Regions from separate parts of the Mus musculus genome. Here all the other regions are linked to region 3. A link is a contact called in public ChIA-PET and promoter capture Hi-C data. All regions are on one chromosome and are shown on one strand. The core of a region is the stretch at or near the end of the contact, and the rest is flanking DNA. Distances in the headings are between cores, read along the strand shown.

Evidence for each region. Promoter capture Hi-C pulls out the DNA fragments that hold promoters and counts their contacts. ChIA-PET counts read pairs in DNA pulled down with a chosen protein or histone mark.
Region 1: a contact with region 3 is called in an RNA polymerase II ChIA-PET map of memory CD8 T cells, with 7 read pairs. The contact joins the promoter of Il12a here to the promoter of Ppm1l in region 3. A contact is called at or near these places in 1 of 39 promoter capture datasets (pre-B cells), 1 of 115 datasets of contacts at active chromatin or transcription factors (memory CD8 T cells) and 1 of 9 other capture datasets (liver).
Region 2: a promoter capture Hi-C map of embryonic stem cells shows a contact between it and region 3, with 3 times the contacts expected there. The contact joins the promoter of Sptssb here to the promoter of Ppm1l in region 3. A contact is called at or near these places in 4 of 39 promoter capture datasets (cranial neural crest, embryonic stem cells and stem cell-derived epiblast-like cells), 1 of 484 Hi-C or Micro-C datasets (embryonic stem cells), 4 of 115 datasets of contacts at active chromatin or transcription factors (embryonic stem cells and pancreatic cancer cells) and 1 of 9 other capture datasets (embryonic stem cells).

What each region holds. Positions count from the first base shown.
Region 1 is chr3:68,689,253-68,693,816 of GRCm38.p6, reverse strand. Il12a (interleukin 12a) reads right to left here and starts at 2,393. Exons shown (of 7, transcript NM_008351.3): 1 at 2,251-2,393; 2 at 1,661-1,794. The coding sequence starts at 2,266.
Region 2 is chr3:69,857,413-69,861,868 of GRCm38.p6, reverse strand. Sptssb (serine palmitoyltransferase, small subunit B) reads left to right here and starts at 1,975. Exons shown (of 3, transcript NM_133675.3): 1 at 1,975-2,038.
Region 3 is chr3:69,313,421-69,318,170 of GRCm38.p6, reverse strand. Ppm1l (protein phosphatase 1 (formerly 2C)-like) reads right to left here and starts at 1,253. Exons shown (of 4, transcript NM_178726.3): 1 at 206-1,253. The coding sequence starts at 604.

The DNA of each region.
Region 1 (4,564 bases), core at 1,144-3,643, 630 kb after region 3:
CTGTGAATCTCTCTCTCCCTCTATTTTTTTTCAAGTTTAACTTCTAAAGAGGAAACTGTTAAAGTCACAGCTTGATGGCTGTAACAAACTTGCAAGCCCTAAATACTAGTTGAGCTTTAATTTACATACGCGGGGACTGTCTCTTATTCCCTGGTGTGCTGGAAAGCACCACTGAACAGAATTACACAACATATTAGGAAGTCAACAGCTCTCTGACTGAAGCCTGCGATGACTTTTCCATGCAGCTGTGGTCCTGGGGTGTGACAAAGGACAGACAGCAATGTGCCCCCGTGGATTCCGTGTTCAACTAGAGAGCAATAGTGACCCAAACGAAAACAAGGTCGAATTCTATTGTGTCTCGAAGCCCAGTGCTGGTATTTGGCAGCAGAGGAGTGAGGAGCGGCTAGTTAACTTTGAATACCTCATCCCCTCCACACCAAACCTCATCTTAGGAAAACAATCTCTCCCTTCTGCAGGGATTCCTTAGGGAACCTCTCGTAAGGTTTCTCCTTCATTTTAAGGTTTCATGGCCAAGAGTGTTCTGCCTGCATGGATGTCTGTGTGGCATGTGCTCAGTGCCCACAGAGGCACAGAGAAAACGACAGGTTCCCTATGATCAGAGTTACCATGATTGTGAGCCACCATGAGGGTGTGGAAACTCTGGACCTCTGGAAGAGCAGCCAGCTCTCTTAACCACAGAGCCATCTCTCCCTCCTGGGAACCCCACTCAATTAAGACTGAGCTTGGAGGAACAGCCAGCAGCACGTTATGCAAGACGGGAAGGAAAGAAAGAAAATTCACCAAGAAGGGCTTGTGGAGCGGAGCTTATGTTGGGATAGCCATAAGACAACAAGCTAGAAGATCCTCAAGAAAGATTTAAAAACAAAACAGGAAGACAGAGTTTCCCTCCTTCCCTCCTCTGTTCCCAGGTGCTTATGAACGCACGCTCTGTTGGGGGATAGAACCCGGGAGACCCATTCATAATTAAGCCAGAATTCTACTGGATCTCCAGCCCTAGCAGCTGCAGGATATCTCAAACACATTAGCATTTTGCTGTAGCTTTGTCCCCAAAGCGAGAGGAAACCGTGGCAATTTTACAACGGAAAAGGCTATTTTGCATTCAAACATGAAACCTGAGAAAAATGAGTGGAGCCGTGACTAAAACTGGATCACACTTGCCCCAGAAAACTGGAGGCTGGACCTGCTTGCTATCTGATGTCTGAGTCCTCCCTGACATGTGTCCATCCGACAAGGGACTGCATCACAGTGCTGGACACTGGTGAGCAGGGGGAGAGACAATCTAATTCATCTCTATGGCTTGTGAAGCACAGAGAGTGTACCTAGAGACTGTCTCCCTGTTCCACCTGCCCTGAAGCAGAAGCAGGGAGCACCTGACACTGTGTCACACAGGCAGGCAGGCTGGGAGGGACATTGCAAGTCCCCACTTTCCTCTGTGTAGACACAGCCTAAACCGATGCCGTTACAATTTATTACCATTCTTCCTTTCTCTAGAGACACAGTTTCCTTTAGATTATATTTAGAAGTCTTGAAACCCTCTACGGTTCCTGCCAGATACCATAAACTTCCCAGCAGATACCAGATAGGTTAGAAGTCATGTCAACAGCGGAACTTTGAAGCCAGAAGGACAGGAGAAACTCACCGTCTTCACCATGTCATCTGTGGTCTTCAGCAGGTTTCGGGACTGGCTAAGACACCTGGCAGGTCCAGAGACTGGAATGACCCTGGCCAAACTGAGGTGGTTTAGGAGGGCAAGGGTGGCCAAAAAGAGGAGGTCTGGAAGGGAAACAAAGGGCAGGTGGAGCTTGTCAACTTGGTTTTGACCTGCCTCTTTCTTCAGCCATTCTGGCAATTTTTTCCATCCATTCTGGGTACTGACCTCCCTCCACACATAATTTAAGCCCTTCCCCGGGGCTGACAGATGAAGCAAGACCTCCCAGATCTTGTTTGGGGACTGCCTGAGACCTGCATTTTCCTTACATTGGTTTCAAGGCTGGGCTTTAGTTCTCTTCTGTGAAACGGGCATAGCCGTAGCCCCCAGGGTTGTTCTATAATGAGACCATGCTCGGTGCAGCGCAATCTAGCACGACCATCTTTCCCCTCTTCCTTCCCTTGGCCTGCAGTTGCTGGCAGCCCTTTAGTCTCCCTTAATGGGTCCAGGGCTTCTGTCTGTTCTTTCTCAAGCCTTCTCCTCTCATCAAGTCACCCTGGTCCCGGCCCTCAGGTACTTACAGCGTGATTGACACATGCTGGACCGGCACTGAGAGGAGCTGCTGGATGCCGAGGGTGAGGCTGTTGGAACGCTGACCTTGGGAGACACATTTTTATAATTGTCTGGATAGCCGGCAGGACTTTCCCAGGACTGTGTCTCTTGCTTTCTCTCTCTGTCTCTACATCTCAAGGACAAGTGCGTCGATCGCCCCCAAGGCTGGTGGCGCTTTCGAATTAACTCTCGGAGTGCCCGTTTGAGGAGATTCGGGACCGTCCCACCGCCCACCACACTCAGAGCGAAAGCAAAACCGGCCTGCGAGTAGCCACTCTTGTCCCGGGACAGGTCTGTCCTGCCCCACTACCCCCTAGCCCTAACACGCTGCCCAGTGCCCCTTCTAAAGAAGCACAAGCTACCCACTCGTCTCTCCATCGTGGACACTGAGTCTGACTCAATGTATTTTGCGAATCTGTCCTACTTTGAAAGTATAAAGGAACAAAATAGATGTGGTGGCTATATATCGCTTAAAACTCAGTTCTGGCAGTTTTGATTTAGTGAGACGACTGCACAGCATCTTGGGGGAAAAGGGCCCAGAGAGAGCAAGGCCATCTCTCTGCAGGAGCCTAAGAGGCAGCAAAGGCTCCTGAAGCCTCCAGATCTGCAAGAAGGCATTGCCTGGCTGCCAGTGGGATGCATTCTGAGCTAGTTTTGGAAATGGGAATCAACACAGTAGGGAGGCAGAGGGCAGATGGGAACGGAGCGCGTTGCAAGTTGTGATACTGGTGGGGATATATCTGGTCATTGCCGAGAGATTGTGGACAACATCTTTAGCCTTTCTGGACTTTTACCATAGAGATATCCTTGGATGTGCACGGTGAGAAGATTTCAGCAGCAGTGTAGACGCCAGATGCAAGGGTCCAGCTCAGATCCAAGGGAGTAGGTGGCAGGATATGGCCAACCCATGGCTCCATTCAAGATGGAGAACAAAGGTGGCTGAAGGGATTCCCAGTGGGGTAACAGGCTAACACCTGATAACTCCCCAGGCTGATTGAGCGTAGTCCCAGCTCCTGCAAAGAAAGTGTGAGAGTTCGAAGCTTGCAATGACAAGCTGTAATTTGGAGGTTTGGGGTAGGAGATTCCTTGGAACTTAACTCCTTTCTACCCCAAGACAGCCTCACTGGGTGTGCAGAGAGAGGAGGCCCTGCTTGGTCATTGACTTGGAGCCTGCCATGTGTCTGGCTTCCCCCAGACCCATCCAGCTGTCAGAGCCCACCTCCTATTGAGGCAACCATCTCCATAACCACAAGCCTTTGGGAGCACGGGAGAGAAGAGCCGGTGCCTCTTCCTTCTGAAGTCCACTAAAGCCTGGACAGAAGAGATCAGTGAGCACTTACTCAGCAGGGTGGACCTCTGTTGAAAAGGGCGAAGCCAAGCCAATAAGAAGGACACCATAGCAGCTCTGATCAGTGAGGTCCCTGTGGCTGTGAACTGGGGACAAGGGACAATGGATGATTAGAATTACTGATGTCGTAATAGTTTATGTAGAGCTGTGCTTGCCCAGGAGGTTACAATGAAGCTCATTTAAGGGAGCTGTTCCTTTCCTAGAGGGCAAACTCTTACAAAAAGGTAGTTCCTGCCATCCAGGTGAGTCCAGAGCCTCTGTTCAGTGTACATTCTTGGCCACCAGACACAGTCCCTAACCCATGCATTTAAAATACAACTTTAAAAAAATTCTTGTAGAATTCACACAAGCTACAATGTATTTTGATCATATTTGTCCCTCAGGCCTTCTCCAACGATCCTTCCCTCACTTCTGTCATGAGTTTAATTTGTCCTGTTTAAACACTCATAAATCAGGAGCAGAGTCAACTAACCAGGGGCCACAACTCCCCCCACCCCCCACCCCCCACCCCCCAAAAAAAGCCTGAATGTCCCTCCTGAAGAAGTCCTGAAATGTCATGCTCCATGTTGGAATCTTGCCTGGGTGAACCTGAAAACCTGACTCCTAGGACAGCTGCCTTGGGTTGGCAAGTGCACTGTTGCTGTATTCCAGAGAAACAGTATTTCTCCGCAGTCCTCCCTGACCTCTGCCCTTTACACCGTTTCCATGCCCTCTTCCTCATGGTCTATAAACCTTGCAGTGGAGGCTGGGATACAGATGTTTCGTTCCTGGGTGAGCACTCCATGGGTGAGCGGGAGGACTCACGCGTACTTGCTCTCTGTATACGTTTGCCAAACATTTCCTGATGGTTTTACTTTCCTCTGTAATGTTACTTTTCTTTAAGTTTGTTTGTTTATTTCTGATTTTTTGTTTTGTATTTTGTTTGTTTGTTTGCC
Region 2 (4,456 bases), core at 726-3,225, 540 kb before region 3:
GTTCCCATTTCACAAGCTCATGACTGGAAGAACTACGGCTCCTTTTCCACCGATTCACAGTGACGTGGGAGATGGTGTCAGTCTAGTGGGAGATTCAGAAACTAGTACGAAAAACATTGGTCATCCCTCAGTCATTTCGCAGGGCTTCTATTTCCCCCTCTAAAGCTGTAAGTGATCAGGTCTGCCTGGCAAACACTGCAACGTGTGTCAGGAGAAGCCAAGAGATAAGAAATGTGACCGACATAAAGTGGTTAAGAAATAAAAGCACTAAATACAAGAGCTGAAAGGAAAGAGAGCTGTAAAAAGCACCAAGCATGGGCATGTGTTCCACTGGCTCATTCCCAGCCCCCCAACCACCTTCAGCTTTGGGGGACACCCTGCTTCCTGCATGGAGACACCACGGTCCAATAGCATAAGGCTCCCTCTGCGTAATGCTGGCGCTCCCATCCTGCTGAAAGTGTGTTGTGAGAAAGAGCAGAAAGCTGCCAGTAGCTCAAATTCGCGCTTCAGCACAATCGGCCCAGTGGAGCCTACGATGCCTCCCCCTCCTGGAGTGGAAGCTGAATGGCAGATGCTGCCCAAATGTTCATTAATCGAGAGGCTTCCGTCCCCGGACGCCCCTAGATCTTGGACAGAAAAAAAAAAAAATCTCGGTTGAATATGCAGGATGAGGAGCCTCCAGACCCTGTGCGCCCTTAGCGCCCAACCACAGAGTCAAATGCAAGCATTGCCCAGGATGAAGACGAAAGAGATCGATCAAGGTCTGGCTGCGGGTTTCCAGCGAAGATGCTGCGCGCAAGGCACGCTAGCCCCAGAGCGGCTCTGTGCGTCTCTGCGGCACCCCGCCGACTGCCGGCCCCCTTTCCCAATTTGCCCTCCAGCCATTCGTCTGCAAAAGAATTCCCTGCACTTGTGAGTGAACCCACACAAGTTCTCTAGGCACGGTTCTCCTACTCTTTCCACCAGGGAAGGGTGGGGGTAGTTTTCAACCTTAACCTCCCTGCTACCTGGAGGAAGGTGACTGTACAGGGAGGGAGAGGGATTGTTTTACAGGTTCCAAGGCGTCAGAATTAGATGTCAGTGCCAAAGTGGCTTGTTTTCTTCCTTTGCCTTTTGACAACCGGTGAGCTGACCAGCTGCTTGGGCTCAACCCCGGGGCTCACTTTGCAGCCGGGAGCCGAGTTTCAGACTGCAGCCTTGCTCCGCGTAGACCCGGGCCTCTTCGCCCCTCATCCAAGTCTGCGACGGATGTATGCTGACAGGCATCCTCTGAGAATTGGTTAAAGCCCTACAGTATTCACCTTTGCACCTCTGGTTTATCTACTGTCGCCTCCGCTGCCTCCTCCATCTCCCCCTCCCCTCCTCCCTCCTTTTCTTCCCCATCCCCACCCTATCATCATTTGCACCACCACCAAAATACGTGCCCCTCTGGTAGAGTCGAAACTCCCCGCTGAAGCGAGGGGGAGGGCAACACCCATCCCCCCTCCTATCTCTGCCTAGGCTCCCGGTTTTACTGCAGCAATCGGAGGTGAGGTGACAGCGCCACCTCGATCTCCTCCGTAGCTCTCAGAACCCCTGCTCCCCCCAGTAAGGCAGAAGGCGCCCTCTCTTGAGAGGCTAATCTCTGAAGAAGTGCGAACAGGCTACAGAAAAAACAAAACAAACAAACCGAATTTTTAAAATGTAGAAGTCACTAGGCTGCATTCCTCCGAGAACAACCCAATCTCCCAGAACTGAGTATCAGCGCATAGGAAGTTGGGACCTTAGAGTGAAGGGGGAGGGGAGTGGTGCAGCCCGCATTCTCTTCTGGAAGGAGTCGCTGCAAGCCCTGCGGTTGGACATAAGTTTGCGTAAGAGTGTTTTCCTTTTGTCAATTATTAATCACCGGAATCAGTTTGGCAGAACTGGAGTTTTAGCAGTAGTGCAGAGGGCGGGGCCGAACACCTAACTCTGGGAGCCTCAGCTGCGCCCAACACAGTGACAAGCTAACAGAAGCTGGGGAGAAGCCAGAGCATCTAAGCTCATTCTAAGGCAGGAGGTAAGCATCTTTCAAACTACCTACGTCCAATCTAAAAGGAGCTTTCATAGCACAGAGTTTCTGTCTGCATGGGGGGAAACTAGAACTGAGCTTTAATGCAATTTATCTGCTTCTTATTTAACTATATTACAACTCTAAGAATTGAACGGTTCCTCTTGGCATTTACTATGTTGGAAACTAAGATGCTTTTCTCAACAGAAGCCAAACTTTATTATTGGAACTTTTTCAGGCAGAAGAAAAAAAATGTTTTACATTATTTTCATTATTCATTCATTCATTTGTACGGTTTGTTAATATTCAAGGAAATATCTTGAGATGCGTGTGGCTTCCTTCTTTAGGTGGTAATATTCATTTAGTTCTCTCTCTTTGGGTTACTTTAGGCAGTGGCACACAGGAGTCAGCTGCCAGCAGGTAAGCCATAGCCAGCAAAGAATGTGTCTTAGTATTTTTCTCCTGATTATTAAGCACAGTGTGTTTTCTCAGGGATGCTTATGAGATTGTCACGGCAGTCAAAATCCTCAGCCTGCAGAGGACTATGTGTCCCTGGAGGAATGCATGTCATAGTGTCTGTGGGGAGCAGGGGTTACAAGTGTTAGTCCTGACTTGTTTCAATTGGAAGGGCATTCAACTGGTTGCCAGTCTTCGAATCAGCTCAGCCCATGTGCCAATACAGAATTAGAAGATTTGTTAAATCTAAACTTTAGACCCCCAAAATCCAAATAAATGAATCAGGGGAATTGGGATGTTTGGTGTTTGTACTGGCTAGTTTTGTGTCAACTTGACACAGCTGGAGTTATCACAGAGAAAGGAGCTTCAGTAGAGGAAATGCCTCTATGAGATCCAACTGTAAGGCATTTTCTCAATTAGTGATCAAGGGGGAAAGGCCCCTTGTGGGTGGGACCATCTCTGGGCTGGTAGTCTTGGTTCTATAAGAGAGAAGGCAGAGCAAGCCAGGGGAAGCAAGCCAGTAAGAAACACCCCTCCATGTATGTCCTCTACATCAGCTCCTACTTCCTGACCTGCTTGAGTTCCAGTCTCGAATTCCTTTAGTGATGAACAGCAATGTGGAAGTGTAAGTTGAATAAACCCTTTCCTCCCCAACTTGCTTCTTGGTCATGATGTTTTGTCCAGGAATAGAAACCCTGACTAAAACAGGGTTTTTTTGTAAAAGACTTTATGACAGCAATTGTTATTTTTAATCAAATGATACTAAGAAATACACAGCCATTTTTGCCAGAAAACCTTTAAAATGATGTGTGCAGAAAACTGGGGGGAGAGCTTCATCGCTTGCTTTCCACATTTGGTTTGCTCCTGTGCCTCTTACCGTAACCACTATTTACATGAATTTTAATCGCTGTGATGACTTTGTACACGGATCACTTAGACCAGTACTTTTCAACCTTCTTAATGCTGCAGCCCTTTAGTACAGTCCCTCCTATTCAAATAACCATCGTTATTTTTGCTGCTACTTCATAACTGTAACTTTGCTACTGTTATGAATCATAATTTAAATATCTGATGTACAGATGGTTTTACGGGACCACTGTGAAAAGGTCCTTTTGGATCCCCAAAGAGATCGAGACCCGAAGGTTGAGAACCACTGGCTTAGACCAACAACAAACTTTTTGTGTGAGACACACAACCTCACTTTTCAAATCTTTCTAAACAACTAAATAATTAATTCCAATGTAATTAAATTAAGTTAAATTAAAAATGTCAAGTTAAGGCAAATGCACGTTTAGAATTTTACTGTGCGTCAAGTAGAAATTAGCCAGTCTGTAGCTCCCTACTGCTTACAACTTTCGTAATTTTAAAATAAAAACTACCCTTTATAAGTCCATGGCCAATTAACAAAGACAGTAAAAAAGTTTTGCAGGCAAATGTGTGTGTGTGTGTGTGTGTGTGTGTGTGTGTGTGTGTCTTCATTTTTAAGGATTGGGGCTGTATAGATGTTTCAAAGAGTAAAGTACATGCAAGCATGATGACCCAAGTCAAATCCCCAGCAACTACCTAAAAAGACACAGCAAAATGTGTCTGTAATCCCAGAACTGGAAGGTAGAGACAAGAGAATCCTGGAGTCTTTTCCTGATGTCCATTCTAGCCAAATGGACAAGTTCCTGGTTCAGTGACAGAGAACATACCCCAAAACATGAAATATAGAGCCACAGAAGACACCAAACATTGGCTTCTGACTTCCACATACATGCACAAGTATGGACACATCACACACACACACACACACACACACACACACACACACGCATTCACACACACACAGCTATGCGTATAGATACCCCACACACATGAGCACATCATCCAGATAAAACTGAACCTCTAGAATTAAGCCTATAAACACACCCCTTTTCAAAACAACAATCAGTGAAAAATTATCTCTGGATTTAATCCTGAGGGAATACA
Region 3 (4,750 bases), core at 4-2,503:
AAAATGGCACGGAATATCCAGTGTCTCTCGTGTCTCTCAGCTAAAGTGAACGCTCTCATACCCAAGATCTCCTTGGCAGGGTCTTGGGAACTTGACTCACCTTGTCATCACCAGGTCATTACCACGCCCCTCTCACCCCGATCCGACCCCGCCAAGCACGAGACGCCCGGTTATTTACACACACATAGACCCAGAGAACTCCTACCTCGCCGCCGTGCCCATCAAAGATTCCGAAGATGGACGGGTGCGTCTTGTTGGCTAGATCGGTGAGAACTTCGAAGCGATCTTCCATGTGGTCTCTCCGGCCCTGGATGGAGTACACCGCCACATTATGGCTCTTGAATTCCCAGGTCTTGGAAAACTCGGCCTCCAGCACATCAAGTCCTCCAAGACGATCGTTCTGCATAATCTCGGCCACCTTGCCCTTCACCATCTTCACCGCGTCCCGGCTAGACTTAACGATGGTCTTCACTTCGTCCGTGTGGAAGAAGTAACTCCAGAGAGCCAAGCTGATGCACAGCAGGAAAAGCGTCTCGGGTCTCAGTAAGAAGTAGCGCATGATGCGACCCAGCAGAGACAGCAAAGTCATTGTATCCTCTATCATTTATTATCCCTAGAGCCCGGACCAGCAGCAGCGACGCGTGCCCCGCAACTCGCGGGGTCCGAGTACTGCGGGCACTGCCCGCGGGGACCAAGGCGGAGAGGCAGCCCGGGCCGACAGGGTGAACGAACCCACGGCCGCTCGGAACAGTCGTCCAGAACGATGGCAGTTTCCCTTTTGTCTGGGCAGCCCGAAGGCCCGTGCCTGCCGCCTGCGCCGCCTTCCCTCCCCGCGCTCTTTGTGAGACCGCAGCGACGGCGGCGGCGGCGGCCGCCGCGGGTGCCCCGGGTGGGCGACAGGAATCAAGTTAAAGTTGCGCCGAGCCGGTCCGCAACGGTGAAGAGGATTTCGGGGTGCCGATGCCCGCGCGGTCCCTTTAGGGGTCCCCCCTCGCGGTTCCCGGGAGCGATCGGCAGGTGAGGAAGCGCAGGGCGCAAGAGCCCGGCGGCGAGGGTTGCACGTTCCCTCGATCGCCGCTGCAGGCGAGCTTGGGGGACGAGACAGCGGAGCGTTGCGATTTCGTCACACATCCAGGGGGGGTCCCCGAAACAATAAAAGTTTTGCCGGTGCCTGGGCAAAGGCAGGGGGACACCGAGCTGGGAAACGCAGCACGATGGGTGCGGAGCCGCCGGCAGGCTCTGCCTGCCTCTCCCCAGCACCTCTCAGCTCGGCTCGGCTCGGCTCGGCTCGACTCCGCTCGGCTGCTCCCGGCTCCGCTCGCGCTCGCCCCTCCCCTCCCCGCACACGCTCGCCCCGCCCCGCCCCGCCCCGGGAGTGGCGCTTCCAGATGCGTAACACTGTCACCCGGCTGGGGGCCCGAAGGAGCTCGCCGGGGCGGACGCACGTGGGCAGCAGGCGGGTCGGGGGAGAGCCGCGGGGGGTGAGCGGCAAATCCAGCCGCCCAGCTCTAGCCGATTGTCGATTCTGCCTTGGAGGCCGGCTCCCAGGGACAATGTGATAGTGACGTGAGGTCACTGAACGTCGGTTTCTTGGGCGGCACGGCTGCTCGCTGGGGAGCCGGGAGCTGTACCTGAGCCCTCCCCCCCTCCGGCACGCTACACAATGGTACGGTCCACGCCAGACTTTTCGTAGGGCTAGCGAGATGGGACACATTTCTCCTGTCTCAAAAATCGAAAGTGAGTGATTACTTTGGCCACCCGAGGCAGCTGCCACAGAGACCCGCCGGGATCTCCCAAGAGGCAGGACTTGGACTCGGACCGCAAGAGCTATGTCTCTCTGAAGGCAGAACCGGGGATCTCAGAACCGGAGGCTTGACGTGTAATGGCAAACGCCGGAGGACCAGGAAGGGCCGGCCTCTGAAGACTGGGACTGTGCTGGTGGCCACTCATCCATAAGGAACATGCTTGGAGTGTCCCTCAGCGAGCTACTCTGCCTATGGTTCAAGTTAGAAATCCTCTGGAGCCTTGAAAGTGACAACCACCTTCAGTCCTTGCCGAAGATGAGGGCAGGAGTTTGAGTAGGCAAAGGTGGACCTCAGCAGGATAACTTGAAGTTGGGGCAAGGACTGGTCGCCTAGAATATGAAGCAAGTAATCTTTAAAAGGAACTTCTCTTTCTCTCTACCTCTGTCCACGAAGGACGGTGCTGACCCACCGGACTGACGGTCAGGCATCCTGATAGTCTCCCAGCCAGTGTTCCCCCAAACACTTCTGCCTTCTTTTGATCCCAGTTCCGTCTTAAGATATAAAATATAATTACTGCAATAAAATATAACAAAATGTTCACAGTTGGCAACTAAAGTAACTTTAAACAATTTACATTTTGTCCAGATTTTTGTCTATTCTCCGTAACTGCTAAAGTTTCTACAAAAACCTGGACTTCCCTAACAACAACAACAGAAGAAACATGCTTAAGTATTTAAATAATATGACCCCAACAATATAAACATAAGTAGGAATGATGGGAAAGGAATATAAGCAACTGTTAAGAGTATATTTTTGAAAACTAGGATATGTCTTTAATTATGATTATGGCCATAGTTTTCGATATTGTCCACCTGATCGAGAAAATATGAAAATGGGTCATTTCATTCAACATTCAAGAGGTTCCAAAATCAGATAATAAAAGAAAACTCCTCTAAGAACTGTAGCTAGAGAGAATGTCTAGGTATTGTTAGGACAATTGTAATTATTTCTTACTGTAATAACTTAGCAGATTTGAGGTATATTAGTACTTTTGTCCATACAATTTTGTCTCCTCCAACAAACAGTTTGTAGATAAACTGATAAGGATTCCAGAAGTCTGACCTCTCTTGAAGTCACTAGTAGTAAAAGTCCCAGCCCAAAGGTCCTCTGCCTGGACTCCAAATGCTAGGATTAGTGAAGCTACACCTAGGTATGCGATTCGTTTCCCCAAAACTAAGCAAGCATGATTACTATAATGGCTTGATTCAATGAATTAAGAAGTAAACTTAGACATCTTTCAATTCTGTGATGTTATGCTGTGACATTTACATCCAAGTGATTCATCTGTGTAAAAATCAAAAATATTTTTTGAAGACCCTCTAGGCATTTCCCTATTTCTGTTGAGAAATTCCATGTAACTTACAATGTGTAATGCCTAAGTAAGCATTTCGTTATAATTGACTGTAAGTTTAATGTGCTGGAAAAATAATAAAGCCCTTTCTGCTAATGCCAAATTCACTTTTGCTTATTCTGATTTACAACTGCTTTGTCTTGTTGGTTTTGGGAGACAAGATCTTCCTGTGTAACCTTAGTTGTCTTAGAACTCAACATGTAGACTGGGCTCTCTCTGAACCCATAGAATCTTCTGCCTTTGCAGATGTGTTCTACCACACCTGGCTGCACAGTTGTTTACAGATATCTGTATTTGTTTCCACCCATACAACAATCTTCTAATGAAGACAGAGCCATGTTTATTATCTGTGTTTATGATAGGAGAAGGCTAAAGCCCAAAAACAATGAATATCACAATATAGCCAAGAAGAAATTGAACCCAATTCTGATCACGCAGTACTCTAACATCTACTGACTCCCAGTGACATGGAGATGGTTGGTATAGTTTTATATTTTTCTAATGACATTTAGTCATTTTTTAACAGTAATATCAACAGCCACAAAAATCACATGGATTCTTATGACACAGATTTGGGACAAACTGCTATCAGTACCTGACACAAATACAAATAAATTGTTCTCCACCTAAAAACCCTGTTGCTTAAGTGAATTTTTTTTTCTAAATTTCACAAGAAACAAAGAAGTGGTGTAAAATGCATATTGTATAACTACTTCGTCTGTACAGTACAAATAACTCAGTAATAACACTAAGCTAATGGCAGTCCTAAGTTTTTATCAGATAGGAGAAAAGTGACAATTACTTGGCAAGGACCGGAAAGATGGCTCTATTGGTGACGTACCTGCTGCTCAAGCCCACTCAAGCATGAGAACATGAGTTTTGATCCTGTCGTCGTGTTTGCTGTGAAGAGACGCCATGACCATGGCAACTCTTAGAAAGAAAATAATTTAACAGGGCTTGCTTGCTTAGAGTTCAGAGGTTTAGGCCATTGTCAAAATGGCAGAGAGCATAAAGGCATGGTGGCAGACAAAGTGCTGGAGAGGTAGCTGAGAGTTCTGCATCAGTAACCACAGGCAGGAGAGAGAGAGAGAGAGAGAGAGAGAGAGAGAGAGAGAGAGAGAGAGAGAGAGAGAGAGAGACTGGGCCTGGCTTGGGCTTCTGAAACCTCAAAGCCTACCCTCAGTGACACAGTTCCTCCAACAAGGTCACACCGACTCCAACAGGGCCACACACCCAAGATGCTACTCTCTGTGAGTTCATGGGAGCCATTTTCATTCAAATCACCACAGCACAATCACCAGTGTCAAAAGCTGGGCATGCACCTATGATCCCATTATCGGAGCACTGGAGACAGGGTGAGCCCTGGGACTTGCAAACCAGCCAAATGGTTAGTTCCAAATTTAGTGTGAGACCTTGTCTCAAAAAATAACCGTGAAGCAAACATAATCTCTAGTATAATGTTTCATTATGTCCTCATCTATTTTGGGGTTTACTACCTTGTAAGAAGTTATAAACATCTAACGTGGTTTATCTTCTAAGCCTTTGGCTGACTGACTGTGATAAAACCTTTGAAGTAGAAGCTGAGAGATGGACC